Linked DNA regions of Mus musculus: all the other regions are linked to region 1. A link is a contact called in public promoter capture Hi-C data. All regions are on one chromosome and are shown on one strand. Each heading gives the region's core, a stretch centred on a gene start, on an enhancer-like site or on the middle of the called end of the contact. The rest is flanking DNA. Distances are from core to core; before and after follow the strand shown. Region 1 holds the start of Stx8 (syntaxin 8). Region 2 holds the start of Myh10 (myosin, heavy polypeptide 10, non-muscle). Region 3 overlaps Pik3r6 (phosphoinositide-3-kinase regulatory subunit 5). Region 4 holds the start of Mfsd6l (major facilitator superfamily domain containing 6-like). Region 5 overlaps Myh10 (myosin, heavy polypeptide 10, non-muscle).

Region 1 (2,700 bases), core at 193-2,692:
GCACCGCATCCTTTCAACGGTAAAGCTTTCAGGCACTACATTCGTTTTAAAAAATCAATTTTCCCCCTAAAATTTAACTCCTTGCCTTTTCGCTACACGCCAAACACGACCCCCAATCACAGCATTTCTCTCTCAATATTTACCACGACAGTCACAAATAAAGTGTGAGCACCACAAGAAGGCCCCTCCAGAATTAAAAAGGTTTCTCCCTTAATGTCCTACTTCCCTTCTATCCTGGTCTTAAACCTTTGAGTTCTTACTTTGGGAAAGACCCTTATTCATACTCCTACCGAGTTAGGCTCATTTGGTCTCTGGAGGAGCTTTATCTGAGCTCTTACACCCATGCCAGTTCCTGAGGCTCAGGAATGAGGCCCAGATCTGCCACCATCCTGGGGCGGGTGGTGCCTGGCCACACTCTTGCCGCTATTCCCACTGCCTCTCAGGCGCTACCAGGTCAGCGTCTCACTGTCCCTGAGGCATCAAATCATGGTTGCTCAAGGTCTCACCATTGAAGCCGATCACAGCCTGAAGCTCCAGTTCTGCTACATCCAGCTCGGGTAAAACTTGTTCTTCCATCCTGGAGAGTTTCAGCTCATTGATTCTTCAACTCCAGGGTGCAGCGTCTCCTGGTCGTCATGGTAACTGGCGCACGCATGCGTGCTAGGTTCATGCAGGAGCAGAAACCCAGCCCACTGTGTTTGAGTTGATTTCCCCTCTTGCAAATGTTGGGAGGACTTCCTTAGTATGTATTTTATCCATTCTGGAAATGTAGGTGGTAGGTTGACGCTAAGTGCACAAGGTAAATTTCCTCCTCTCCCGTGTACAGGTCTGTGACTTTTTAAAAACTATACAATTAAGCCCCTCGTGATGATTATTAAAAATAATTGAACACAGAATAATTGAGCACAGAGAATTGCCTATGATGAATAGGTTGCTATAAAAAACATGGCATTGATACTTCTTTTTAAAAGAAAAATTTAAAAAAATCACTAAAAACGTTTTAGTACAGTATGCAACTATTTTTATGTATGTATGTATGTATGTATGTATTCATGCATGTATGGTACATATGTTGCCTGTATGTATATTTCCTGCCTCAGCCATCCAAGTGCTGGAATTCCAGGCTTGAGTTATCACACCCAGCTTGTCTTGCTGTTTTGAATTAAGAAGAAAAATACAGAGAGCCGGGGTTGACGCGTTTCCATTCCCTGGGAAAATGTTTTGATTCTGCTCAACAATTTAACTATTTTTCTTGCGTCCAGCAATTCATGTGAATTAACAAAAATAGATTCTTGCTACCCACTCCCTTAGGGGTGCGCTCTGGGTAGCGGGGACGTCGTTCTGAGGTCAATTAAAACAGGTTTCACTTTGCAAACTCTGGGCTCGGGTCGCGCACTCTCCGAACTGCGGGGAATGAGCCGCACGGGCCGCCGTAGTCAGCTGCTACGAGCAGGAAGTGTCCCAGCTGCGGGCGGAGACTGCACCATGGCCCCGGACCCCTGGTGAGTTGCCGGTGATGGCAGCAGAGTATGGGGATTAACTTGGGGGTGGAACTGGCTTCCAGGGACTGGCAGAGACCCTGCCCATCTTTGAGCTTGAGGCTGGCGGCCTTAGGGATGAAGATCAGCGAGAATCCTCCCCCTGTTGAGGGGACTCAGCCACGTACTGCCTACTCGGTGCTAACTCTGTGGTCCTAGGGTAGGCTATGACCTGGGGGAGCTGGGACTTGAGCAATCGAATATTTGCCCCCCTTTTCTGGGGCTTCTTGCCCATCATGCTTGTGGCTGACTGCATGCATAGACTTCCCCAGGCTCCTGTAAAAGTGAGGTCAAAATAACCTTTTGGTGGGGTATCCCTTCACCCAGTAATCCCCAGAAAGGTTATAAACTGAAGTTCACACTCCATGGTCACCAGTTAGTAGCTAGTTGGGCACGGGTGCTATGGGCTTTTCACAGAAAACTTGTAGGACATTGGGAGGGGAAATTTTGCACTTTTCCTGCATCAGTAGCATGAAGACTTATGTCAGCACGAAGTAGGAAGTGCCTGATAAGGTCCATTTATTCAGCAAAGAGACCCCAAGGAGAGAATGATGAAAAACATCTTTGTACAAGGAACAAATTGCTATAAAGTCCTGACCTTCCTGATGAATAATTTATAACACTGCATTCCTATAAAGTTTGTGTTGGAGAATATGCCTTATGGTGGTGTTTCCGGTACAATTTGTAGTTGTTTGATGGCAGATAAATTTGAATATTAAGAGAGTGGATCCCAAGGTCAGAATTAGAGTTATCTGGGATCTAGGCTATTTGGGCCAGTTGCTGAATTGTTTGTTGTTGGTTTGTTTTTCAGTGTCTCGGGGAGCCCAAGTTGATCTTGAATCCCTGACCCTTTTGCTTCAGTCTCCAAAATGGTGGCTCTGCTACCAAGCCCAGCCAAGTGCTGAATTTTGTCCTAAAGTTTTAACTATTGTATACACCCCTGGTAGAAAATTGAGAGACTGCTGAGTATCTGAAGGGAGTAAAAAGCACCCCTATCCCTCGGAAGCAATCAGTGCTCACCTTTTTTTCCAATGCATTTATTGTTTGGATCTATATCCTGCTTGTATTTTACAAAGCAGGGAGGGAGCATTTCTCCATGTCCTTAAAAGGTAGTCTTAAAAACATGATTTTTAATGTGTATCAGTGCATCATCTGAGTGTAC
Region 2 (2,700 bases), core at 48-2,547, 730 kb after region 1:
CATGTGGGGTTGGAGACCAGATGCACCTGGACAAAGGACAAAGAATTCTCACTTCCCCCGGAAGGGCTCTGCATTCAGCTGCCTTGGAGATTTCTCTGAATTCCACCAACCCTTTCTTATCACTTCCTGCCTTGTTTTCATTTTTTTTCTCACTTTAAAAAAAAAAATCAGTCTAGAAGTTTCTCAGGCATTTACAAAGTATCCATTAAAACACACACATATATACAATACTAAATACATAAAATCCTGAGGCAGTTTTAAAATAAAGTATTTTATATTTATCTTTTTATAAGAACAATAATCCATTTGGCTCTTGTGATTTTTTTACTTTATTATATTTATACATGTATAATTAAGAGTTGACTAGATTCTGCAGACATTTCATTACATTTTTTTTTTAACTTCAATTTTCCAGTTTCCTTATTTTGGAAGCCCACTCCCACCTGAGGTCCATGAACCTTTCTAAGGCACTTGAACCACTGGTTCTTTAGCCCTAGGGGCTATGACAACAGCACAGGAATCCTGCAAGCCCTACCCAGTTCCTCTTCCATAGAGAGCTGGAATGAATGAGTGAGTGAACAAATGAAGTCGCTCTCTGGTCTTCTCTGCCAGGCCCGTTTGCTTCTCGTATTTTTGGAATCTCAGCCCTGCCTAAGAGGCAGAGCAAGCAAACATCCAACTGCGGCGGGTCACGAGAGGAAGGAAGCATCAGTAAGGGGGGACTCCGGCCGCCACAGGGTTGCAGCCCGGTCAGGACAGAGCTTTAGCGCCCAGCCCGAGAGGCTCCCCTCCCCCACTGCAGGTGAGCCGCAAGCAGCGGCTCCCACCCACTGAAGCTCCAGGGTGACGTCAGGCCTCAGGACCGCGCTCCGGCCCCGCCCCTGCAGGCAGCTCCGGGAGCTGGCGATTCCTCGGCGAAAGCCGGTCCCGCTGAGGGACCCAGTGGCTGCGGCAAGCCTACGGGCCGCAGAACGCTCGAGTGGGTTGCAGCGGCGGCCCGACGCAATAGAGAGACGTGACCAGTGGGAGCTGGTGACTTGTGCTGCGGTACACCTGCCCCACTGTCCACCCAGCCCTGACTAGCGCAGCGCGCACACCCCAACAAGATCGGCGATCTCTGCCTCGCGGGATCGCCAGGCTCCTAGTTTCAGCTGTCCATCTCCCTCCAGAGTCAGCCAATCACCCGCCACTGCCCCGGCCGCACCTCCCGGAGTCTCTGACAGGCGTGAGTAGCAGCCTATGAGATTGGGAGTCTGTGGGTCTAGGTCGGGAGCGGGAGCCAATGAGCATCATTCCAGGTGGGTGGAGGGAGCGGGACTTGGGAAGGTAGCTTCGTTCGGGTTGCTAACGTCTTTCCTGGGAGATGGGCGCGCAAACCGACCAGTGGGTCTGGGGGCGGCAGTGATGGGCGTGGAGATGGCCCAATGAGGGTGGGAGTGGGTGGGGCAGGCGCGAGCAGCAGTGCTAAAGGAGCCCGGCGGAGGCAGCGGTGGGTTTGGAATTGAGACGCTGGATCTGTGGTCGCTGCTGGGGACGTGTGCCGGCGCCACCATCTTCGGCTGAAGGTGAGACGAGCAGTTGCCCGGGTCCGAGTGCGGCGTTCCGGGAGTGGGGACGGTTGAGGGAACAGGAGGGGAGGAACCGGGGCTGGGGAACTGGGCGAGCCTGGAGCACAGAGACGGAGCCCAGGCGGGAGCTGGGAAAGGGAGACTGGGCAGTGGAGAGCGGAGCTTGTGGAGATGACGAGACCCCAGTGTATGGAGATGAAGAGACCCCTGGAGGGGTGGGAAATGGGGTCCTTGAGAATGAGACCTCTTCATGGATCAGGGCCAGGTCATACGTGAGGACGACTCTTGAAAGGGATGAGAATGGAGATCTGGGGATGGGGATGTAGGGACCAACTCCTGGTTGCATTGGATCCCTGGAAGCGTGGGGTTGGGAGGTGAGTGCCCTAATAAGAGGCCGGAGGCGCCCGGCGTGTCTATCTCCTTTTAGGAGAGGACTGAGTCCTGGGATGTGATCTTGGTGCTGGGGGCCCAGGAAGGAAAGGGGACCCTGGGTGGGTTGCACCGTGGGTTAGGTGGAGTTAGATTTCCCCGGGTGCGACTGAAAGGTTCTCCGAAGACTCAGAAGGCGGACCCTGGATCTGTGCGGTTTAGGGACCAGTGGCCTGAAACTGCATGGTCTTGGGAGCATGCGACGGATGAGAGGCTCCAGAGCTGGTCTCGGGAAGGAGGGCTGGAGCTAGACCTCATGCCACGCTCGCTGGGGACCGTGGTGGACCGGGAGGTGGACACCGGGCGAGGCCTGGGCCGTTGGGGAGAACGAGGCGGGAAATGTGGCCCGGGCGCGTTGTAGCGGAGCGGCCGGGGGGAGGGTCAGCCGTCGCCTCTGGATCGCTTTATTGTGTAAGTGATCTGGTAATGGCTCGCCGCAGAATCTCTCCCTAGCCTTCTGTAGTTAGGGTGTCATACTCTGATCCTATAAAATCGAAGTGGATTTGGGTCGGAGGGAAGTTGAAGCTGTGGAGTCCTTGGCGTTGGCGGGGCTTTGTGGGCCTTTGGTGGGCGGATGCGGCCCAGGGACCCGAGAGGCCCCCAGTCAGGCCTCTCTGGGAACTGGGGCCTTAGGAGGTGGCCAGTCGGTGCGTCTGACCTGAACTGGTGAGGTTTGGGTAACGGGGTCTCTGCCTACGACCGT
Region 3 (2,700 bases), core at 95-2,594, 570 kb after region 1:
TTCCTTTTGCATGGCGGGTCACGGTAGATGCCTGTCTCTCTGAGCCTAAAAGTAAACTGGAAACCCTGCAAGTCGTCCCTGGAGCTGGTGGCCTGCTATCTGTGTCCCAGAGCAAGCTACAGGAAGTGGGGTGTTGGAAGGGACCCAAGGTCAGCTAAATGTGGGAGGTGCTGGGTTAAGCACCATCTTCTCTAGTACTGGAGTTCTCAGGGATTTTAATATGTTTACTGATTGGCTGGGTGTGGTGGTGCACACCTTTAATCTCTATATTCAGGAGGCTGTGACAGGCAGATCTCCGGGAGTTCAAGGCCATCCTGAGCTACGTGGAGAATTCCAGGATTGCCAGGATCCTACATAGTGATCCTATCTCAAAAAAAAAAAAAAAAAAGACAAATAAATAAAAACAAAACAAAAGAAAGAAAAACAAAAGAAGAAATAGATTTACTGAGTAGCCTCAATGGGAGGAAACAGTAATGACTAAAGGACTGTGGTGGCCTTTGTGGAGCATCCCATGGGGGTTCTGTTCATATGGACAGTATTTGAGAAACAGGAGTCCTGTCCTCTCAACTTCAGGTGTCTTTGCCATCCTCATGCTCCCTGTTCTCCTGTCCCAGGGAAGGAACTGGTACTCTTCCTCCGCCCACGCTCGCAGCTGCGCCTCAGTGCTGATCTGGATGCCTTGGATCTACAAGGATTTAGGCTAGACCGGGACTTGGCCCGGGTGTCCACCGACAGTGGAATTGAGCGGGACCTCCCTTTGGGGAGCGATGAGCTTCCGGACCCCAGCAGCTCTGAGATGGAGCGGGCCGCCCTTCAACGCAAGGGGGGCATCAAGAAGCGTGTGTGGCCCCCTGACTTCTTCATGCCTGGCAGCTGGGATGGGCCCCCGGGGTTGCATCGGAGGACTGGCAGGCCTAGTGGGGACGGGGAGCTGCTACCTGGAGTCTCTCGGGTGCATACCGCCCGCGTGCTCGTTCTGGGGGATGACAGGATGCTAGGGCGCTTGGCCCAGGCTTACTACAGACTCAGGTAGGACCCTAAGGAGGGACTGTGGTATGGGTGCTTCTGGGATGGGCTGATGAAGTATTAGATGATGGGTATTAGAGGGACAAGAGAAAAGGCACGGGAGGGTAATGAAGGACATTGTAGAGTATCCCCAGTGCCCAGCCATCAGCTTGACAGGAAATGTCTACTGTTTCCATTTTGTAAACTGGTAAACGGGCTCAGAAAGATAGTATAAATTGCCCAAAGTCAGCACATGAAAAATGGCAACGCCAAGACTATTTGATGCCAACATCCAGCCCTCAGCTCTTACCCACCTACCGTGCTGTCTGTTGCTAGGAAACGGGAGACCAAGAAGTTCTGCCTCACTCCTAGACTCAGCCTACAGCTCTACTATATCCCTGTGCTGGCGCCTCAGGTGACTGGACAGGTGAGGGTTGGGGCCAAAGGGACCAAGGAAAAGGAGTGGAGGGGTCAAGTGCAGAGGTCTCATCAGAGAAGAGAGGGAGAGGTGGGGACCCACTGGCAGCCTGGCTCCCAGACTCAGGGACCAGAACCATTGCCTTAGACTGCAGAGTTGAGAGAAATTGGGGTGGGGTGGGGTGTCTTCCAGATCAGAAGCCAAGACTCAGGCTTTGTCACAGTAGCCTCTCCTCTGCTCAGCTGCCTCTACAAAACTGTCAGTGCTGATCAGTAACCGGAAGACCTTGACCACACCAGAGAGGAGATTAAGGATGAGCCAGAGCACTCAGGAGGCAGAGGCAGGCGGATTTCTGAGTTCGAGGCCAGCCTGGTCTACAGAATGAGTTCCAGCACAGCCAAGGCTACACAGAGAAACCCTGTCTCGAAAAAACAAACAAACAAACAAGGATGAGCCAGGAAGGAGCAGGGTTAGTGAGTTTATTAAAAAAATAGAGATGAGAAAGCGCATGCTTCAGGAGAGACAGAGACAGAGAGAGAGAAAAAGAGAGACAGAGACAGAGAGACAGAGAGAGACAGAGACACACAGACAGAGACACACGGACACAGAGAGAGAAGAGGAAGGGAGAAAGAGACAGGGTGAGGAGAGACTAAAGGAAAAGATGCCACTCACCCAAGGCTTTGCAAGAGCCTACTTTAACGATGCCTATAGTCAAGGTTTTACTATCTTGCTCAAAGGATGTAGTTTACAACCAACTTAAAACATGGAACAAAATATCATGTAATGTTAAAAAAAAAAAAGAGTGGTTTTACTTATCCTAAAGAATGTCCTCTGGTATATTCTAAAGAATGTCTCTGAGAGAGAATACCCCTTTCAGAGTTGAGAGAGGCAGTCAGCACAGGTCACCACGGGCAACACGCAGTTAAACTCAAGGCCACACATTCTGGCCCTAAGGAAGCATGGTCCATTTGTTGTTTTAATATTTTGGGAGAGTTGTTTGTTTTTGTTATATTGATACAGGGTTTCTCTATGTATCTCTAGCTGTTCTGAAACTTACTGTGCAGACCAGGCTGGCCTCGAACTCAGAGATCCTCTGCCTCTGCCTTCCAAGTGCTGGGATTAAAGGTGTGCGCCATGTCACTGCCTGACATGTTTTAACATCTTTGCTTGAGATTTTTTTTTTTTTTTTTGAGAAAAGGAGATATTGTCTCTTTAGGTCTTCATAGTGGAGTTGACAGGGATGCTGAAATTCTTTGATGAGAGACTTTGCCTCCGCG
Region 4 (2,700 bases), core at 49-2,548, 590 kb after region 1:
GCTGAGGCTGATGATGAACTCCTGATCCCCCTGCCTCCATCCCTCAAGTGTTAGACTCAGGCATGCGTCACCATACCCAGCTAGCAACTCTTAGTTTTTAAATTTTAATTTAATAACGTTTTAATCCTTAGGTTCTAAGTATCAGTGAGAGTCTGTCAGCCATATGGTAAGAGAAAGTGCGGAGGACCTTAGCTGTCTACCCGTCTCCTGAGAAATTACCATTTCAAATTTAGCTACACATACATATTGGCTGGCAAACACCCCCCACTCTCCAATCCACGGCCAAATTAGGTGCATTGAGCAAGCCTTGAATGAAAAATGAATGGACCAAATCAGAGCTGGGATACAGCTCAGTGGTAGAGATGGAGACCCTAGGTCTGAGAACAAATAATTCCCGCATCTGTAGCTGGATAGTTGGCCATTCTGGAGGAAAGCCTATGGTACACCTCCTCCCCCCCCCCCCCCCCATGATTTCAAGGGCTCGAATCTTAGTTCAGTTGAGAGAGGAAATGCCTCTGGGGAGAGAAAAAAATCTGGAGCCATTTCTCATGACCTGGATGCCACTGAATTCATGTGTGGAAACCTTTACTTGGCTAATAAACTATTTCTTTTGACCTGCAATTTTTAAGTATCTGTATTCACTTCCTCTACTGAGGTTCCTCTACTGAGGTTCCTCTACTGAGGTTCAAAGCCAGCTAAGAATCTCTGGAGTGCATTCCTAAACAGGGCAGGCAACAGCATTCTATTGAGTGTGTACATTGTGTACATACTGCCTGGGACTGTGAGGTGCTACCAGGATTGAATATATATATATATAAATGCCTTTCTGGGTGAACAGAGAGATTATTGACAAAAGTGCAAGCCAAGGAGGGGAAGTCTGAGTCCTCTGGTGATGGCCAGACAGAATTGGGATTTCACTTACAATCAACAGGACCAACTCTGTAGATCGCCACTGACCAGTGGGCCTATGAATACAGACCTGAGGACGAGGGATGTGTGAGGACCAGAGATGTGCAGATGTTCACTTCATTCTTCTCTTCCCGGACACATCCCCATCCTGACCCTGTCAGTTTCTCAGGCCTGAGGCAGTCCAGGCGCCCAGCAGCACCTGTGGTCAGAACGCGCCCAGCAAACCACAGGGCGTCCGTCATCCATTAGGTGGCGCAGGTGAGGCGCAGGTACAACAGGTGCAGCAGGTACAGTCAACAGGTGCGTGGGCTCCGCCCCCGCCGCGTCTCTCTCTTGGGGCGGGGCCACTTCCGGGAGGGTGGCCGGACATGGGGGCAAATAGCCGTTGGCTAGGTGACTGGAGGTGACGCAGTTTGGCTTGCTCGGAACCCTGAGCCAGCGATTCTCCCTTCCCAGGATATGGAGCGCCGCGCGCCCCGCATCTAACTTAGTCCTGTGTCCTTCCGGGTCTGGCAGAATCCCGTAACCATGAGCCCCAACCCGCAATGGGACGTCCCCAGGGCACTACGGGTGGCCAGGCTCTTCCACTTGGTGTGCGGAGTCCGGGATGCCTGTGTGACTCCGTTCCTGACCCTCTACCTGAGGCAACTGGGTGTGGCCGCGCCCTTGGTGGGCATCCTCATGGGAACCAAGCACCTGATCGCTACCTGCTGGATTCCCTTCTGTGCCTTCCTGGCCAAACGCTACCAGAAAAGGAGAATGTTTTTGACTGGCTCATTGCTGAGCTCCGCAGGCGCCAGCCTCCTGATGGTCCTCGTCCCACCGGTGGACAGAAATCTGGTCAACCACTTTTGTAATGGAAGCAGTAGAGTGGCCACCACTATCTTACCGCTGGGGGTCACACAAACTGTGATCATGACCCCTACCCAGGGGTCTGGAGCACCCAACCTCCCAGGCAGCAGGCACACCAGAGCCCTGGACACTTCTGGCTTTCCAAATGGATCTGAAGGAACATTTAGCGGTCTGCAGACCTATTTAGTGGGCTCTGTTGAAGGAGCCAGGACCACTACACAAGGCCTCCATCTTGTCACTTCTGGGTTGAGAGATAATTCCCAGAAAGGGACTTTTGAGGTAGGCAATGTTACCCTGAATCTACTTCCTGGAAGTACAGCTCTTGGAGGTCCCGTCAACTTGTCAAAGCCCCAGGGGGACACCCAGACCCCTGATCACTCCTCGAAAGGGTCACCGTGGACTTTCATCCTCTCCTTGGGAGTTGTTGTATTCTGGGAACTCCTGGCAGCCCCTCTGGAGCAGGTGGCGGATGACAGTCTTTATGAATACCTGGATTTCGTAGACGCCACTGATCGGAACAGAGACCTGTGGGTGTGGAAACTGTTAGGTGTATCAGCAGGTGTGTGTGGCATCGCAGCCTTGGTGGGGCATCTGGAATGCCTCCTCGTGGCCAATGGTCCTCAGGGCGTGATTTATTTCTACAGCTACTCGCTGGTCAGTACCCTGGCCTTAGCAGTGAGCACTGCCTTTCCTGTTCCCATAGACCAGCAACAGGGGCCCAGCTACAAAGCCATCAAAGCTCTGTCCCTCATAAGGGGTGACTCCCGCCTCATCCTCCTGGCCTTCACTGTCTTTTGGATAGGAGCCACTGCCAGCACTGTGCAGGACTTTCTGTTCTGGCACATGAAGGACCACGGCAGCAGTGAGCTGGTGATGGGTTTCTCAGTGGCTCTCAGCTTGCTAGGAGAAATTCTGTTTCACCCGTTCAGAACTTCGTTG
Region 5 (2,700 bases), core at 130-2,629, 750 kb after region 1:
AGAGATACAGTATTAATAACGATCAGTGGGGGAAAACGATTTGATCTAATTTTTTTTAGGTACTCAAAAGTTAATACTTTAATAAGATTTCTGTTTAGCCTTTTGTTACATTGTCCTTGGCAAGCATGAGATGCTAATGATTATTTAATGTTTTCTTTCTGATGACTTAATTCATATTTGTGAGACTTTGTAATCCTTGTCCTCAGAAAACTGCCTAAGACATGTTGGACTTGGTTCTGATTAAATATGTGTCCTGTTCCAATGGCTTACCTCTGCCAGCCACAGTGCAGAGTGTGGCTCCTGATTTGTGTATTTTAGTTTTGAAGGTTTTGTTGTTTTTCATTCTATAATTATTTACCTCTTAAAAACATAAAGTGCAAGGCCACATGCAGTGGCGCACGCCTTAAATTCCAAGCACTTGGGAGGCAGAGGCAGAGGCAGAGGCAGAGGCAGAGGCAGAGGCAGGTGGATTTCTATGAGTTCAAGGCCAGCCTGGTCTACAAAGCAAGTCCAGGACAACCAGGGCTACACAGAGAAACCCTGTATAAAAACAAAACAAAACAATAACAACAACAACAAAACCCCCTGAAGTGCAGATGCTGTAGTATCTTGCCAGGCTATGACCTAACTTTTGACTGAAAAATTATGTTGTATTTAAGAATTCATTAATATGTGGTTATAACTTATTACTGTTATAACATAAACCCATTAACAATTGAGTTTGACTTCCTTTGTTCATCCTTAATAAAATACTTATAAAATTAAGTCTATTTTGTAGTGGACACTTTAAAAGCACAATGATGTTTCCATCTATGCATACTTTGTGTATGTCAACTGTAGCTATCACAAACATGTGTCATACTCATAATTCCTTCCAGCTTTTTGGAATACATGGTCTAAAGTCACCTCATAGTGCAGTAGCTATTCTGTTGCTGTAAAGTCATTTTTATTATCTTTGCTTGTTTTTTGTCGTCTGAGACTGGATTAATTATTGGAAGACTTGCCTGGAAGAAAGTGGAAGAGGGTGGTCTGGGAAGGCCAGGAGCAAGCTAAAGTTGCCGGAGTCTAGGCAAACAAGGCCAGGAGTCTGAGGTAGCAAGAGTGGCAAGCCATGGATCCATCCAGTCTCAGGCAACCACATAAGGTCAGATGAAGTCACACCAGTGGCCTCTAGTCAGGGGCCATCTCACTGGCTTCCCACTTCTGAGAGTGCATTAGAGCCTCAAGGAAAGCCAGAGAGCAGTGACAGAGATGGTCTGGTCACTTGGATTGTCTTGGCAAGCTTTCCTCTTGTTTTAGAATTAGTAACTGCTGCATTCAAAGCAGAGTGGTCCCTAGAGGGCTTTCTGCAGCAATTGCCAAGGATTCAGGCCTTATGAACACAGCTGTTCATTACAGTCCCCTCAGCTGTCCCAGGGGAGCTGGCCACAGAGCTTCAGCAACACTCCTAATCTGCCAGCCACCCCCATCTTCTTTAAGAGATTTGTGTGTCTTTATTTTATGTGTATGAGTGTTTTGGCTGTGTGTTTTATGCGTGTGCACCATGTGCTTGCCTGGTGCCGTGGAGGCCAGAAGAGGGTGTTAGATCCCCTGGGACTGGAGTGACAGACCGTTGTGAGCTGTTATGTGGGCGCTGAGAACTGGAAGAGTCTCTCTTCAAGAGCAGCAAGTGCTCTTAACCACTTACTCATCTCTCTGGCTCTTTGTAGCATCATGTTGCTGGTTATTTGGGCTAACCAACTAAAAGGTCTGTCTCATATACAGCCAAAAAGAGTGTCCTTTCCAAATGCCACAGTCCCCAGTGGCCTGGCACATCTGGAGCAGGGAACATATCTGGAGCCAGCAGGTTTCCCTATCTTTGTTTTTTTCAGTAGTGAGTTTTATAGAATATTGTCAGAAGTCGGTCTGAAAAGATGAAGAGAAGTGTCTAGCATGCCATTTTTTCTTCTTTTCTGAAATGTATGCTATTTTATTATTTCATGTGGAGAGTATTTTGCCTGATGGTATTTATGTACACCACGTGTGGGCTGAGTGCCTGAGGAAGGACTTCAGAGAGGGCATCAGATCCTCTGGGACTAGAGTTATAGATGGTTGTGAGTCACCACGTGGGTACTTCGAATTGAACCTAGGTCTTCTGCAAGAGCAGCCAGTGCTCTTAGTCGCTGAGCCATCTCTTCAGCCCTACTGTCATTTCTGAATGAAGGCTACCATGTGGTCAGGAAGGTTTCCTGAAGTCTTGTAATCCAGGCCATAGATTACTGAGGAGCATTTGGGTTATTGTGACAATGTTTACCATACTTAAAAGTACAAAACTCAATGTTTATTATCACATTTTAAAGTGATAAACCCATATAAAGTTAAGTTATTTTTTATGAAAAAATTTTAATACCAAAAGAGCTGCAAAGTAAATACTTTTTTTTCTTTTTTTGTAAATTCCTTCAATATCTTAGCAAAAGAGTTGGATTCTCATATTTGCTTCTGTATTCTATTTTTTGTGAAGTTACTTGAAAGAAATTTGGCTTTATGCAGATGTTTGAGAATTTGGGGGCTCCGCAGTGTAGAGCATTTGTTGCTCTTCTGGTTTGATTTCCAGCATCCATTGTGATTTGCCCACAACCATCTTAACTGTAGTTCCAAGGGATCTGATGCCCTTTTCTGACCTCCATGGGCACCAGGAATCCACATGGCGTGTATACAAAT

What was found. Promoter capture Hi-C pulls out the DNA fragments that hold promoters and counts their contacts.
Region 2: a contact with region 1 is called in a promoter capture Hi-C map of liver, with 2.6 times the contacts expected there. The contact joins the promoter of Myh10 here to the promoter of Stx8 in region 1. A contact is called at or near these places in 11 of 39 promoter capture datasets (the 3T3-L1 cell line, the SN4741 cell line, cranial neural crest and 6 more), 1 of 15 datasets of contacts at CTCF or cohesin (the NIH/3T3 cell line), 1 of 484 Hi-C or Micro-C datasets (embryonic stem cells) and 7 of 115 datasets of contacts at active chromatin or transcription factors (astrocytes, embryonic forebrain, embryonic midbrain and 4 more).
Region 3: a promoter capture Hi-C map of hippocampal neurons shows a contact between it and region 1, with 2.6 times the contacts expected there. The contact joins the enhancer-like site here to the promoter of Stx8 in region 1. A contact is called at or near these places in 7 of 39 promoter capture datasets (the HPC-7 cell line, cranial neural crest, embryonic stem cells and 4 more) and 1 of 115 datasets of contacts at active chromatin or transcription factors (large pre-B cells).
Region 4: a promoter capture Hi-C map of embryonic stem cells shows a contact between it and region 1, with 4 times the contacts expected there. The contact joins the promoter of Mfsd6l here to the promoter of Stx8 in region 1. A contact is called at or near these places in 19 of 39 promoter capture datasets (the 3T3-L1 cell line, 3T3-L1-derived adipocytes, the C10 cell line and 11 more), 3 of 15 datasets of contacts at CTCF or cohesin (embryonic stem cells, large pre-B cells and pro-B cells), 6 of 484 Hi-C or Micro-C datasets (embryonic fibroblasts, embryonic stem cells, myocytes and 2 more), 3 of 115 datasets of contacts at active chromatin or transcription factors (astrocytes, embryonic basal ganglia and embryonic forebrain) and 2 of 9 other capture datasets (embryonic stem cells and liver).
Region 5: a promoter capture Hi-C map of pre-B cells shows a contact between it and region 1, with 7 times the contacts expected there. The contact joins the enhancer-like site here to the promoter of Stx8 in region 1. A contact is called at or near these places in 10 of 39 promoter capture datasets (the 3T3-L1 cell line, 3T3-L1-derived adipocytes, the C10 cell line and 6 more), 2 of 484 Hi-C or Micro-C datasets (cortical neurons and embryonic stem cells), 2 of 115 datasets of contacts at active chromatin or transcription factors (astrocytes and pro-B cells) and 1 of 9 other capture datasets (embryonic stem cells).

What each region holds. Positions count from the first base shown.
Region 1 is chr11:67,965,016-67,967,715 of GRCm38.p6, forward strand. Stx8 (syntaxin 8) reads left to right here and starts at 1,443. Exons shown (of 8, transcript NM_018768.3): 1 at 1,443-1,502. The coding sequence starts at 1,486. Cfap52 (cilia and flagella associated protein 52) reads right to left here and starts at 627. Exons shown (of 14, transcript NM_027963.2): 1 at 507-627. The coding sequence starts at 576.
Region 2 is chr11:68,690,618-68,693,317 of GRCm38.p6, forward strand. Myh10 (myosin, heavy polypeptide 10, non-muscle) reads left to right here and starts at 1,298. Exons shown (of 41, transcript NM_175260.2): 1 at 1,298-1,565.
Region 3 is chr11:68,532,852-68,535,551 of GRCm38.p6, forward strand. Pik3r6 (phosphoinositide-3-kinase regulatory subunit 5) reads left to right here. Exons shown (of 20, transcript NM_001081566.2): 11 at 615-1,029; 12 at 1,342-1,432. Among named protein-coding and RNA genes, the nearest start is that of Mfsd6l, 22 kb to the right of the region's middle. Within about 2 kb of position 1,345, at least 13 of the 459 cell types and tissues checked have an H3K27ac peak or open chromatin away from gene starts, as enhancers often do. A contact at or near this core is called in hippocampal neurons, where this site is marked.
Region 4 is chr11:68,554,888-68,557,587 of GRCm38.p6, forward strand. It overlaps Mfsd6l (major facilitator superfamily domain containing 6-like), which reads left to right and starts at 1,299. Exons shown (of 1, transcript NM_146004.1): 1 at 1,299-2,700. The coding sequence starts at 1,438.
Region 5 is chr11:68,717,917-68,720,616 of GRCm38.p6, forward strand. The region is part of intron 2 of Myh10 (myosin, heavy polypeptide 10, non-muscle); the gene reads left to right. Among named protein-coding and RNA genes, the nearest start is that of Myh10, 27 kb to the left of the region's middle. Within about 2 kb of position 1,380, at least 33 of the 459 cell types and tissues checked have an H3K27ac peak or open chromatin away from gene starts, as enhancers often do. A contact at or near this core is called in pre-B cells and pro-B cells, where this site is marked.